3 separate regions of the Gossypium hirsutum genome follow, and regions 1 and 2 are each linked to region 3. A link is a contact called in public Hi-C data. All regions are on one chromosome and are shown on one strand. The core of a region is the stretch at or near the end of the contact, and the rest is flanking DNA. Distances in the headings are between cores, read along the strand shown. Region 1 holds the start of LOC107891366 (zinc finger A20 and AN1 domain-containing stress-associated protein 10). Region 2 holds the start of LOC107956775. Region 3 has its middle 13 kb from the start of LOC107891390.

What was found. A called contact is a pair of places that touch in the nucleus more often than the background predicts.
Region 1: a contact with region 3 is called in a Hi-C map of leaf, with 2.8 times the contacts expected there. The contact joins the promoter of LOC107891366 here to the enhancer-like site in region 3. A contact is called at or near these places in 9 of 34 Hi-C or Micro-C datasets (callus, leaf and petal).
Region 2: a contact with region 3 is called in a Hi-C map of leaf, with 3 times the contacts expected there. The contact joins the promoter of LOC107956775 here to the enhancer-like site in region 3. A contact is called at or near these places in 5 of 34 Hi-C or Micro-C datasets (callus, hypocotyl and leaf).

The regions. Positions count from the first base shown.
Region 1 is chrA11:85,256,006-85,260,303 of Gossypium_hirsutum_v2.1, reverse strand. LOC107891366 (zinc finger A20 and AN1 domain-containing stress-associated protein 10) reads left to right here and starts at 2,712. Exons shown (of 2, transcript XM_016816141.2): 1 at 2,712-3,045; 2 at 3,166-3,302. The coding sequence starts at 2,712. The coding sequence ends at 3,302. It overlaps LOC107891346 (septin and tuftelin-interacting protein 1 homolog 1), which reads right to left. Exons shown (of 2, transcript XM_016816109.2): 2 at 3,397-4,298. The coding sequence ends at 3,951. It overlaps LOC107891353 (RNA polymerase sigma factor sigA), which reads left to right. Exons shown (of 10, transcript XM_016816121.2): 3 at 75-273; 4 at 377-469; 5 at 692-820; 6 at 986-1,039; 7 at 1,126-1,203; 8 at 1,304-1,366; 9 at 1,546-1,658; 10 at 2,030-2,365. The coding sequence ends at 2,138.
Region 2 is chrA11:85,651,218-85,655,317 of Gossypium_hirsutum_v2.1, reverse strand. LOC107956775 reads left to right here and starts at 1,305. Exons shown (of 1, transcript XM_016892302.1): 1 at 1,305-1,700. The coding sequence starts at 1,305. The coding sequence ends at 1,700. It also overlaps the pseudogene LOC107890937.
Region 3 is chrA11:85,488,153-85,492,262 of Gossypium_hirsutum_v2.1, reverse strand. No RefSeq gene overlaps it. Among protein-coding and RNA genes, the nearest start is that of LOC107891390, 13 kb to the left of the region's middle. Within about 2 kb of position 1,517, at least 4 of the 9 cell types and tissues checked have an H3K27ac peak or open chromatin away from gene starts, as enhancers often do. A contact at or near this core is called in leaf, where this site is marked.

The DNA of each region.
Region 1 (4,298 bases), core at 1,463-3,962, 230 kb after region 3:
ATTAGATGAATCATTCCAATTCAAAACCACTAAATTCTTGAAACTTGTTTCTTACTGTTTTCCTGGAAATCTAGATTGAAGGAGAGACTGGGATGTGAGCCATCTGATGAACAGCTTGCAACTTCCTTGAAAGTTTCTCGTGCTGAGTTACGGTCAAGGTCAATCGAATGTTCTTTGGCAAGAGAAAAATTGGCAATGAGCAATGTTCGCTTGGTTATGTCGATAGCTCAAAGATATGATAACATGGGTGCTGAAATGTCTGATCTTATTCAGGTAATCTACTACATCAATTGCCTTTGACGCATGATAAATCAATCTGCTGACACTAGCTATATCAAACTATGAACTTTTATGAACTTGGTTGTTTTATGTGTAGGGCGGTTTGATTGGACTATTGCGTGGTATCGAAAAATTTGATTCTTCAAAGGGATATAAAATTTCAACTTATGTGTACTGGTGGATACGTCAGGTAATAGTCATCTAATTTTGTTGAGAAACATTGTGCACGTTATTACTCGCTCTGAACCAAATAAAAGTTTCTAAATTAATATTATCGTTGATGCAAGAGCATGGTGCCTGAGATTGTCAATTGAGATGTGCGATTATGATTGTACAACCTAATGCTTCTGTAGCTTTGTATTTATCTTCTTATGATTGTACAAAATCTAACATAGTTCATACTTCATCTCAGGGTGTTTCTAGAGCACTGGTTGAGAACTCAAGAACATTAAGATTGCCTACATATTTGCATGAAAGATTGGGATTAATCCGAAATGCAAAATATAGGCTGGAGGAGAAAGGAATAACACCGACTATTGATGTAAGTGGCTCCCATTACATTTAGCTTGATTTGAACTGCATCATTTTATTTCAAAATAAATAAATGTTTAATTTCTATGTCCAGTCTTTACTTTATGCAAGTAGCCAAGTATCTTATTCTCTCAACGAGCCATCATTTAAGTAATTGATTCTTTTATACTTTCAGAGGATTGCTGAGAGTCTGAACATGTCTCAGAAGAAAGTTAGGAATGCCACAGAGGTACGATTTTTTCGGAACTTACTTTCTAGGAACTATATATTGCAATTGCACTTTCCATGCTCATGCTATCTTTTCACTAAATGCAGGCAGTCAGTAAGGTCTTCTCCCTTGACAGGGATGCTTTCCCGTCTTTGAATGGTCTTCCTGGAGAGACTCACCATAGTGTAAGTTCATGTTTTATATGAACCAACTCTATAGAATTTCAATCCCCCTTTTCCTCTTTCCTGTTATCGACTACTAACAATTTTCCTTTCATCTTTTCAGTACATTGCAGATAACCATGTAGAAAACAATCCATGGCATGGAGTAGATGAGTGGGCACTCAAGGTATATATTTTAGATACAGCCAGAAGTGAGGCTCATAGTGCTTGCTATTTTAGATAAAGAGGGAAATCGGAGACTGATTTTATGATATAATAATATGTAAAATCTGCTACTGCTAAGCTTTACATTTTAACTGTTTCTTTGTCGTGCATCTGGATTTCGATGTTGCATTACATTTACAGGATGAAGTGAACAGACTAATCGATATAACTCTCGGAGAACGAGAAAGGGAGATTATACGGCTTTATCATGGTTTGGATAAGGAAAGTCTTACATGGGAGGACATCAGTAAACGGTGAGCATATGCATAGTTTTTTTATTTTTTATTTTATTTACCATCAACAACCGGTTAGAGTAAAAGATAATACATGATATTGAGTGCAAAGCTTTAGTTGTTTTATACTTAAGATCACCTTGATGTCTATGTCATTAACAAAGCAAATATCATAGATATTTATTCCTCATGTCACAGTGATTGATGTTGAAAATAATAATACAAAGAAGAAGAAAAAAAAAAGGACATGTTTGTTCATATATACAGATTTTCTTTTACATGTATGCGGACTTCGTTGGTATTCAACAGTCTCTTTCTGGTTTCATTTCTCATGCAAATTTCGTTCAATGTCGAACACCATTTGACCTTTTCTTCTTTTGTTGATTCTTCAGCATAGGTTTATCCAGGGAGAGAGTTAGGCAAGTCGGACTTGTGGCGCTGGAGAAACTAAAACACGCAGCGAGGAAGAAGAAAATGGAAGCCATGCTTGTCAAACATTGATTTTGTAACTCTTCAACATACACATGATAAAAAATGACTGTATATATATACAGAGGGAAAATTTGTATCTTCAAATTACTTTTCCTTGTCAAGAGTCACTATAGAAGCTCAGGGTAAGGGACCAAAAATCCTAAACTTGCTGTGACAAGAGTCCAAGTGTCCAACAAACTGATTAAGAATCTCTAAGTTGGAGCAAATTTTTTATGTATTATATTTCTGGACACAAATACCCGGTTTTGGATCTGTTTTTTTTTTTCTGTAGTTATGATAATAAAGAAAGTACTTTAAAAGCTTAATAGTCAACAAATAGGAAAAAGTTCGGCCAAAAAATTTCGATTACCAAAACTTCATAGTAATTCTGTTGTACAATAATCCACCGATAGCTTCACGGGGGTTTCTAGACTCGAAGCCTTCTAGACTCTCTCTCCCTCCCTCTTTTCAACACTCTTTTTAACATTTCAAAGATAGCAACTCCATTCAAGCAAACAAAAATAAGCTGAAAAAAGTTCGAAGTCCTCTCAGAATTTTCTAGCAGTAACCAAGATAAGATCAAGAAAGCAGAGAAGAAGAAAGATGGTGACTGCTACTCCTTTATGTGCAAACGGCTGTGGTTTCCATGGTTCGGTGGAGACCAAGGATTTATGCTCCAAGTGTTACAAATTAGAGCTCTCCAAATCGGCCAAAATGAATGATCCTACTAGTTCAGCTGCTGCACCAAGCCCTTCTGATTCGGTTGTTTCTGCAACCTTAATTTCTAGTCCTTCAAAAATCAACAGGTGTGAAAGCTGCAACAGGAAGCTTGGCTTGATGGGGTTTACATGTCGGTGGGGCAAAGTTTTCTGTCAGTTCCACCGCTACCCTTTGGAACATTCCTGCAACTACGATTTCAAGAAGGCCGGTCGTCGAGGTTTAGCTAAAGAAAACCCGGTTATAAGGGGAGACAAACTCAAATCCAGGATGTAACTCTATTATATCTTATTCGTATAATCGGTCTGCTTCATTTTACCTTATCTTGCTTTTATTGCAGCAAGTATTAAACTATTGATATTCTATTCACCGGATATCAAGTTTAGTGCTTACATGTCTGGTCTGTGGTTAGAAATTGATCAGATTAATTCTAAGATGACCATTCAAAGCAAGCCAATTCAACCTGCACAATATTAGCTTCAAGATGAACATGTCAAAGAACACAATGCCAATCCTTATGCATTAATTGCTGATAAAAATAAAAAAAATATGTTTATATGGATCTTTGACATTCAACAATCAAGAAGCTTTTTCATTGCCATCATCATGTCAAACCATCCCTACACATCAAAGTTGATTGAGAATAATGTCAGATTACAATCGGGCAAAACATTATTTACCAGATGAATGGTAATGCCTACATTGCTAATGGTCAAACCTGGTTCCTACGAATCTGGACATGCCAGATGGATCCCCAGTGGTTAATGCCCAGAAAAGCCAACATACAGGGTAGAGTAGAGGTCACCGATACATAATAAAAGGAGAGAACCTGGCAAGCCTCCTTCGAAATAGAGAAACCATGTTTACTGACAGTACTGCTGAATAACATATTTACAAGATCAGAAGACACCCATGTAACGCTCTGAATTGAGCATTTCCAAGAAATTCTCAATTCCTATAATTGAAAAATCAAGGGGGAACTAAACTCTTGTGTTCTCAAAACATTTCATGCATAATACATTTGACCTCTATAACCAGAGAAACCACCAACCTCCTTTCAAAGGACAGCTTAAAACTCAAAACAACTTCTCACTGCAGCATCTTTCCTAGTGAACTACCTAAAATTCAACGTCTCCTCGCAAGAGAATTATAGTGCATTTTCAACAAATCATCAAGTGAGACCAGGGACCAACCATTATCCTTTTGGGCAAAAATTTTCTGGTTAAGTGAATCAACTATTACACTTATGTTACCAAAGGCATATATCTGTTGACCATTATGCATCCTTCCAGGCTTGGGCTTGAATAGTAACTCATGCTGCTGTGCATAGGTCTCAACTACCTCCTTCAAACTCATCTCAGGAACACCATCCATCTGGGCTGCAGCTGGCTGTTGTGCATGTGCGGCTGCTCTCTGCTGAGCCTCAAACTGCCTCTGCTCACGCACCTTAAGATATGTAACATTCTCCCTCAA
Region 2 (4,100 bases), core at 56-2,555, 160 kb before region 3:
TGTTTTAATATTTTCTTTTTTACCATGAAATTTGGAAAACTGAAGTTAAAACTCTACATCAGACCTATGGACTGCACAAACTAAAATAAAACTAAATACCCTTGGTTAGATATTAAGAAATTAAGTAGAATTAGTGGTAAAAGAAATAAATTTACCTCTCCAACAGCAGCAGAAGGAGTGGTTTCAAAGAATTCCTTGAGAGTCGTAAACCAATTTGGACTTCTGTGAGGAACATACCTGCAACAAATGAAAACAGTAAAAGAGAAGAGCCTAAAAACTATATCTAAGTATTCATTTTAAAAGTAACCATTTTACCAAGGATGAACTCCAAAGCATGGAATAACAGAAGGATACTTGTCTCCCATTTCTTTGACCAAATGCCAGTCTTTCTACAGTTTTCAAGAAAAACCCAAACATAATATCATTATAAAAAAACAAATAAAATAGGAAAATGAATGAGAAATCCAAGGTAAAAGGAGCGACCTCAGAAACACCATTAACAGCAAAATTAAGGAGACCAGAATCCAAAGCAGTGGAAATGAGTTTGGGGGCTTTGTTGAGAATTCTGGGATCTTGAAGGTGGCAATGAGCATCAAACAATTTCATGGGTAGCTCTGTCTTCTTTGTGTTCGATGATACTTGTTAGGTTTACTGTTTTCGGTTCTACAAATTTTGCCGCAAAGATTTTTGGCCTTGGAGTTAGGGAACCTTTTAGAATATCTGTTTGTTCTGTCACTGACACTAACTCCACAAGGGCCACCTCCACGTTGCTTTACTTTCTACGCCCTTTTTCTATTGGCATAATTCCATATAATACCCTCGATATTTAGGGATTTTTAATTTTGTGCCCTTGACTTTTTTTTTTATGTATTGATATCATCAACATTACGATTTTTTCACAAGTCAATTTGGCTTTAACGGAAAACGTCAGTTAACCACCAGTCAAGCGCTGGTCAACGAAATAGCTTATGTGACATGCTAATCTGTCAAAAAAAAAAGAAGTAAATACGAAATTAAAAAACGAAGAATTTATAAAAAAAACCTTAAAATTAAAACCTATCATTAAAATCCCTAATCCCTTCTCAAATATTGAAATCCCTAAAACTTTTACAATAAAATTGGTATATATATTATAATTTTTGTTGTTTTTCAATGCTTCAACAGACACCAACCAATTTATTCTTTCACTGTTTTTCTCCATAGAATGAAATTAAAAAAAGAAGAAGAAAGAATAGAAAAGTAGTTATTTTGAATTCAAGTAACACAGAATCAATCTCCTTTCCACTTTGAATAAAAAGGCAAAAATGGAGAGTTTCAACGCTAAAGACCCATCAACAATTGGTGGCATATCCATCATTTTCCTTCATTCCTTCATTCCCACCCATTGCTTCCTTTCTCCATTATCAGATAGGCCCAGAAATAGGGAAGACACAGTGTATAAACTTGCTTCACTTTTGCTTACAGTTATTGGTGGTAGCTATATACTGTTCTTTCTATCTGGAAAGGGTGGGAAAATTCATTCTCATAATCAACCTTTGGAGAAAATGGTTGTTGTCAGTCTTGTCCTTGTTCCAACATTGTCTCATTGCGCTACCATTCTTTCTGTGTTTCTAGGTGTTGGAAACTCATCGTCGATGATGGTGTTTGCAATCATAGTGCTTTTATTCAGGTATAGAATGAAAAATGACTCTGAATTTTGAGAATTGCTTAAATCAATTTGAATTTGTCAGTAGTTGGCAGATGTTAGCTGTCGAAACCATTTTTTGAAAACAAGAAAAATAGGGGATCGACTTTGAAAACGGAAATGTGGAGTCGCCACCAATCTTTTTGTTTCGGTGTGATTGGATCACCTTAATAAAATATGTTACTCCATTTAAACCAATTTTGGCTTACGTAAATTTGAGAAAACGGGTTCGGGAGTCGGTTACGCATGAGGAAGGATTAGCACCCTCACTACGCCTAAAATTGGTACCAAATTGATTAAATAATGTCCTTATATCTAAGATTTAAAAATGTTTTTAAAATGTGATTCCTTTGAAAACATTTGAATGGTTCAAGTTGGTAATCAAAATTCTCTTGTTTCAGAAGAATATAGCATCACATCCAGCATGATATGATACGATCCTTTATACCCTCGAAAGCACGATAAATTTCGAGTTCCAAAAGTTTATATGTTGAAAATCACAGAAGGATGCCCAATTATTTAGTCCAACGAGAAAAACCGAAACCCAGCACAGTAGGGCACGATTCCTCTAATTTCTAGACATTGTACATTGCCTTGTTTTAGAATTTAGAAAACATGAGTGAAATTCTAAAGGGACATTTGATTATTTTGGACAAACGGGAAATTGCAACCCAGCATGGTAGGGCACGATTCCCCGAATTGCCAAACATCGAACATTTCCTTCGTTTTAAAGAATTTTTAAAGACATGAGTGAAATTCTAAAGGAATATTCGATTATTTTGAACAAAAAGGAAATTGCAACCCAGCATGATAGGGCACGATTCCCCGAATTGCCAAACATCGAACATCGCATTTGTTTTAAAGAATTTTTAAATGGATAATTATAAAACTAGCTTAAAACGCATTAATTTGACTTGAAATAGAATAGAATAGTTAGTTTGGATTAATAAGTTTAAAATCTCAACGAGTCAATTCCGAGTAAAAGGCGAAGTTATAAATATGAGACAATATGCATGGATAGCAAACTCTTTTAATGAATAAAAATAGTATAAAAATGAGTAGACAAATAAAAGAAAATTTAACGTGCATAAAATGATATTAAGCTCACATCCACACATTAACAATCAAAGTTGTGAAAGCTAAAAGTATAACTAAGGAAACAAATCAAAGTAAAAAGCTCTAACAAGTTTTTAAACCGAGATAAATAAAATAAGATTAGGATAGCAACACCAAAAACTAATAAAAAATATAATGTAATAACTTATAAAACAATAAAAACAACAAAACACACATGATATGCAAAACAATATGGACAAAACTACAAACATCTAAATAATTATTAAAACAAAGATTATGAAAGAGGAAATTTGAGTCAAATAATGGGCATAAACATTTTGAAGATGATGTATTCATTTAGAGTTGACAAATGTATATACATATAAAAATAGTATTTAAATGTGAGACTTTAAATCAAAACAATATGTAATAAAATATGTTCTAAAAAAATGACTCATATACATAAAAATATATATATAGATAAATTTAAAAGAATTTATAAAATAAATTAGCATGGGACTAAATATGCACATAGGATTAAATTAATTTTATTATAAATTATATGTATAATAGACTTGAAAGCATACTCATATGTACAAAGTATTTTTTTAAATGAAATATCTATTTTAAGATGACCACATACATATAATAAAAAGGAAAATGATTTAAGTAACATATACACCATCAAAGGTTTTTTTTAAGACGAAATGACAAATATGTATAATAAAACATGTTATATATATATAAGGCTTAAAGATATGTACAAGTAGATTTAAAAAAGAACATGTATATAGAGTAACATAGAATTAATAATATATATGTAAAATAAAAACTAAGTTAATCATGAATTCCATAGGCATAATAGTATATAAGAATATTCAAATGAAGTATTATACAAAAACATTTTAAAATAATATTAAAAAAATTTAAAATAAAGATTTTATGTAAAGAGGACAAAATCATCCTAAAAACTAAAAAAAAGTATACATTCATGTAAAAAAATTGAGCGAATAATAAAAAAATGAATTATACAAATCAAAGGGATCTAATTAAAATACAATTACAATGAAAGGGCTAATTTATAAATAAAATAATCAGAAAGAGGACCAATGTGCGATGCGCGCAAACGCAGAGGGACCTAAACTGGAAATATACCAGCTCCCAAGGCGCAGTGTTTAAATGCGGGTCAAATTGTTAACGCGCACAAATTATAGGAAGAATTTAAAAACAAGGGAAACACGAATGCAGGCTGATTTAAATACGGCGCGAAAAACGAGGGACTTATATCGCAAATAACCCATCACCGCAAAAACACGCGGGTCCTGAGGGTATTCAGGTCGGGTCATCGGGCATGGTTTAA
Region 3 (4,110 bases), core at 268-2,767:
GAGAAATGGAGAGTTGAATTAAAATAAGGGAGAAATGGGGGAATGAAAAATAATAATAAATAAGTCTGTTTGGGAATCACATTTATATATTTGTTACCTCCTTCTCCACTTATATTTTTATTTTAGTTAGTTTAGTATATACATTATTATCAATACAAAAAGATGTACATTATTCTCGTATTTATAAGTTTGGGAGGGAGTACGGATAGTTCCAATTTATTTTTTTACTTGAAAGTTGAGTAATTTAGATAATAATAATAATAACAACTAGTCTTAAAAGCAAGCTAATTTGAAAATATAGTGAATGAAGAAGATAAATAAAGGTAGTAGAAAAATAGCACTATCAATGTAGAAAAAACACACACAAGTAAATCTTAGGAAGTGAAGAAAGCACTGCAAAACTTACGTTTTGAACAAGCCATTGATTTGTTTTTCTAGGATTCACTTTATTGGTGGGGGCAATTTGTGACTTTCACCCCCTTTTTTTATTATTAAATCTAATTCATCCTCAATATTTTTATAATATAATAAATTGTCACTTGTCTCTTTCTTTTTTATTTTATCTATATATTTCAATTTTTATTTTAATTTCTTAGTGCTTAATTTATGGCTAAAAAAGATGGAATGAATTGACGCACTTTTAGTAATAGTTAAAATTAAGGCAAGTTTAATTCTATTAATTTGTTTTTATTCGGAATTTATTATTATTTTTATAATAATATTTTAAAATATTTAAAATTTTTCAAATTTTATTGTATAATAATTTCAAACCATGCTGTGTAATAATCTTTTATTCAAAATTAAATATCTGTAATTTTTTATCATCAAATTATCTCTTTATATAAGAAAAAATGAAACTTTATTTGGGATTACGACTCTTTTTGCTTTTATTAAAAAGGAAGGATGAGAATAAAGGAAACTTACTTTAGTTAATCACTCCAATTATATATATATATATATATAAAAGAGGTAATTTGTCTTGAAAGCATAAAAATTTTCTTTTTATTTACTCTTTCGATATTTTATAATCCTACTAAATTTTGACCAAATCTAAAGTTGAGTCGAATCAAATTCTATAAACGAAGATAAAACTCTTCTGATACTATTTTTTCCATCATAAGATTTGACCATAAACTTAACAACATCCAATTTCTTAATAATACTCATATTCAATTGCAAGAAAAGCTAATAAAAAAGAAAATTCCACTTTAATTAATGAAAAAAAAATGGTATTTTGGGTTGAAAGCATGAAAGCTCTTCCATGTATATATTTCTTTTGCTTCCAATAAATCCTCCTAACCAAACAAAACAAGGGAAGTCCCTTTAACATTACATGCTTAACTTTCCACTCAAATTTCCTCTCCCACCAAACAAATTCCATCCATCATCAAATCATTGCTTGTATTTTTGCATGCGGGTGTGTCTGACATCACAAGTCCTGCCAAATTCACGTTTACCACAAACAATGTGAGCAATCAGAATCCACACCTTGGCAACCATTCAGTCATATAAAACCCAAACTGAAATAAATGGCAGACTAAATGACAAAAAGAAAGAATCATATGAACACCCAATGGTTGTGCCCCTTGCAATAAATTCCACGGCAAGTGAATTAATTGGCTTTCCCCTTTTTTAGTGTATGCAGTTATAAATTCCACCTAAAGATTTGACTCTTAATGGTAATGGAATACTATGGATAGGAAGGGTACAACTGCTACTAGCCAAAACTAATTGAAGACCCTTCATAAGTGAAGGAAACTATGGAGAATAATTGAAAGGAGTTTGGGTTTCTCAGTTTGAAAATGTTGCCAATGCTTTTTTATCATTTCTGTCTTGCTGCTGCTTCATCTGCACTTTCTACCTCCTCACATATGGCTTTGTATGCCATGCCTGCCTCGGTTGTCCCTTGAATGCTCGATGCTGCAATAAGGAAGGTCCGGAAGCTCTGCAAACTGATGCAGCCAAGCACATTTTATGTGCCAAAATCATGTAAATTGCACTTTGGACAAGAAAGTCTCATTGATCATGATTTGAAACTCAAGAAAAAAGAGTTCATTTAAGCATGTGTGCAACTGCTGAGTGTTGAACTGAGCAATTTCAGCTTTTAAGTAACTGGTAAGTAGGTGTTGAAGGTATTAATGAAATTGCCATAATAGTGCTACATCATAATTCTCAGTGATATGCTATTCAGAGACACAGAGTCCAACAAATCAATCTTTATAGTACTAGTTTATTAAGGAAAGACCTAACAAATAAGATACATGGAGTCCAACAAATCAATCTTTATAGTACTACTTTATTAAGGAAAGACCCAGCAAATCATCTTTAAAAATTAGAATTCCATGAAATCCTGTAATTGCTTATGTTTTGACAATGCAAATATATCATCTAAGGGCATGAAAGCCAGGTTTAGCTATCAGTGTAACATTTATGGTTCACCTTCAGTCTCAATTCCTTTCATCATATTCCCTACTTATTGTGAATACCCAGTAAGCTGCTAAAATGACAACTCAAAATGTATGAACTTTTCCTATTTTTTGAAAATTGCAAATATAAGCTATAAAAGTATATATAAGAGCAGTAAAAGATGATAATGTCAAAATGGAACAGGCGAGGAAGTTAACCTTAGAACACATAACAAACAAGGAGCATCCTGGAATTGAACATTGGTTGTTCGAGAGTTCATAATAATGGAAAGCTACCATGTCTCTTTTAGTCCAGTGACAGCATGTTCTTGCAAGAATTTATATTGGATATAGTTTCCATTACAATTTTTAACATTTTCCCATCAGATGAACTTCAGTCATTGCACCTTAGGACTTATCAGAGCAATTTTATGGCATTCTAACATATCAGTGGCTTTGTTTAATGATTTACACAAAGTTAGATGCCCTGCAGGTCTATACCATTGTATTGTAGACTTCTTAGAACCCCAAAGAACCTATCAAAACAGTCAGCTTGACTTTCCTTCAACCCTCAATTTTGACACAAAATTCAGTGCTTCGCTACAACAGCCATGCCCAATGCTCTACCCCATATCCACATTAACATTTCTTCTGTTTTGATCATATAAGAAAGAATTTTAAAGAACTTATTGATAAGAGAATAAATGGAGAAGACACAATCATTAAAGTAATTTTGGTCAATCAACCAATTAAACCAGTGAATAATAAATACCATTCAACTGGAAAACACCTATATTTATGTGAACTAACATTTAGCACTGATTAACACTTGATAAGATCATCTAAGCAACACTCAAGCATCATCTTTTGTAGAAATTTTTGTTACTTTTGAAACAGAAGTCCTCACATTCTTATACAACCACTTTTAGGTATGCTACAATTTGCTTTCATTCTGACAAGTCGGTCCAACAGAAAGGCTTATCGAAACTAAGTAGTTGTTGTGAAGGTCAAACATGGATATTTCTTGCCAGGAGCAAAGGAATAAGGCTTTCTCCTGAAAATGATCATCTTATAGATGTTCCAAGATATGAAACCAATTAATAGTTGATTATTCTAAAGACTCATTCCACGCCTGCACCAGTGTCTGCTTATAAGGGGTGACAATGACTCTCATCCACCTCTTACAAATATGTTAATTACTCTCCTTGGAATTGAAAGTGCATCATTTGTCAAATAGTTATGTCACTTGAGAACAAAATATACTGCCCTGAAACAAATAGGGAATATTTTCTTTAACTTCAACATGCATAGACTTCTTCCTTTGATACCTCAGGTTTAAATTGATGAAAAAACAACATTTTCTCATTTGGTGAAGTTGAAAGCATTTTTTGTTTTCTTTTAAGTCCTATTCTTGGTAATATGGATGAAGGATTAACTGAACCTTGCATTAGTGTCTTTCTTAAAATAAAAGGGTACATACAATGGGTAGCTTTGACTAAGAAAAGTAAGTGGCTATACATACTCATAGTCCACCTTTTGTTTTGAATTATTTTGATAGAAAGGCAAGAATACCATTAAACTAGTTTAGAAAGCCTCTGTTCATAGTTCAAGCAGCTACAAAGATTGCATTTCGTTAACTATTAATCAATCAACTTCCCTGCAAATCAAATTGAGAGCCTCGCACAAATATTCAAAATATTGGCGT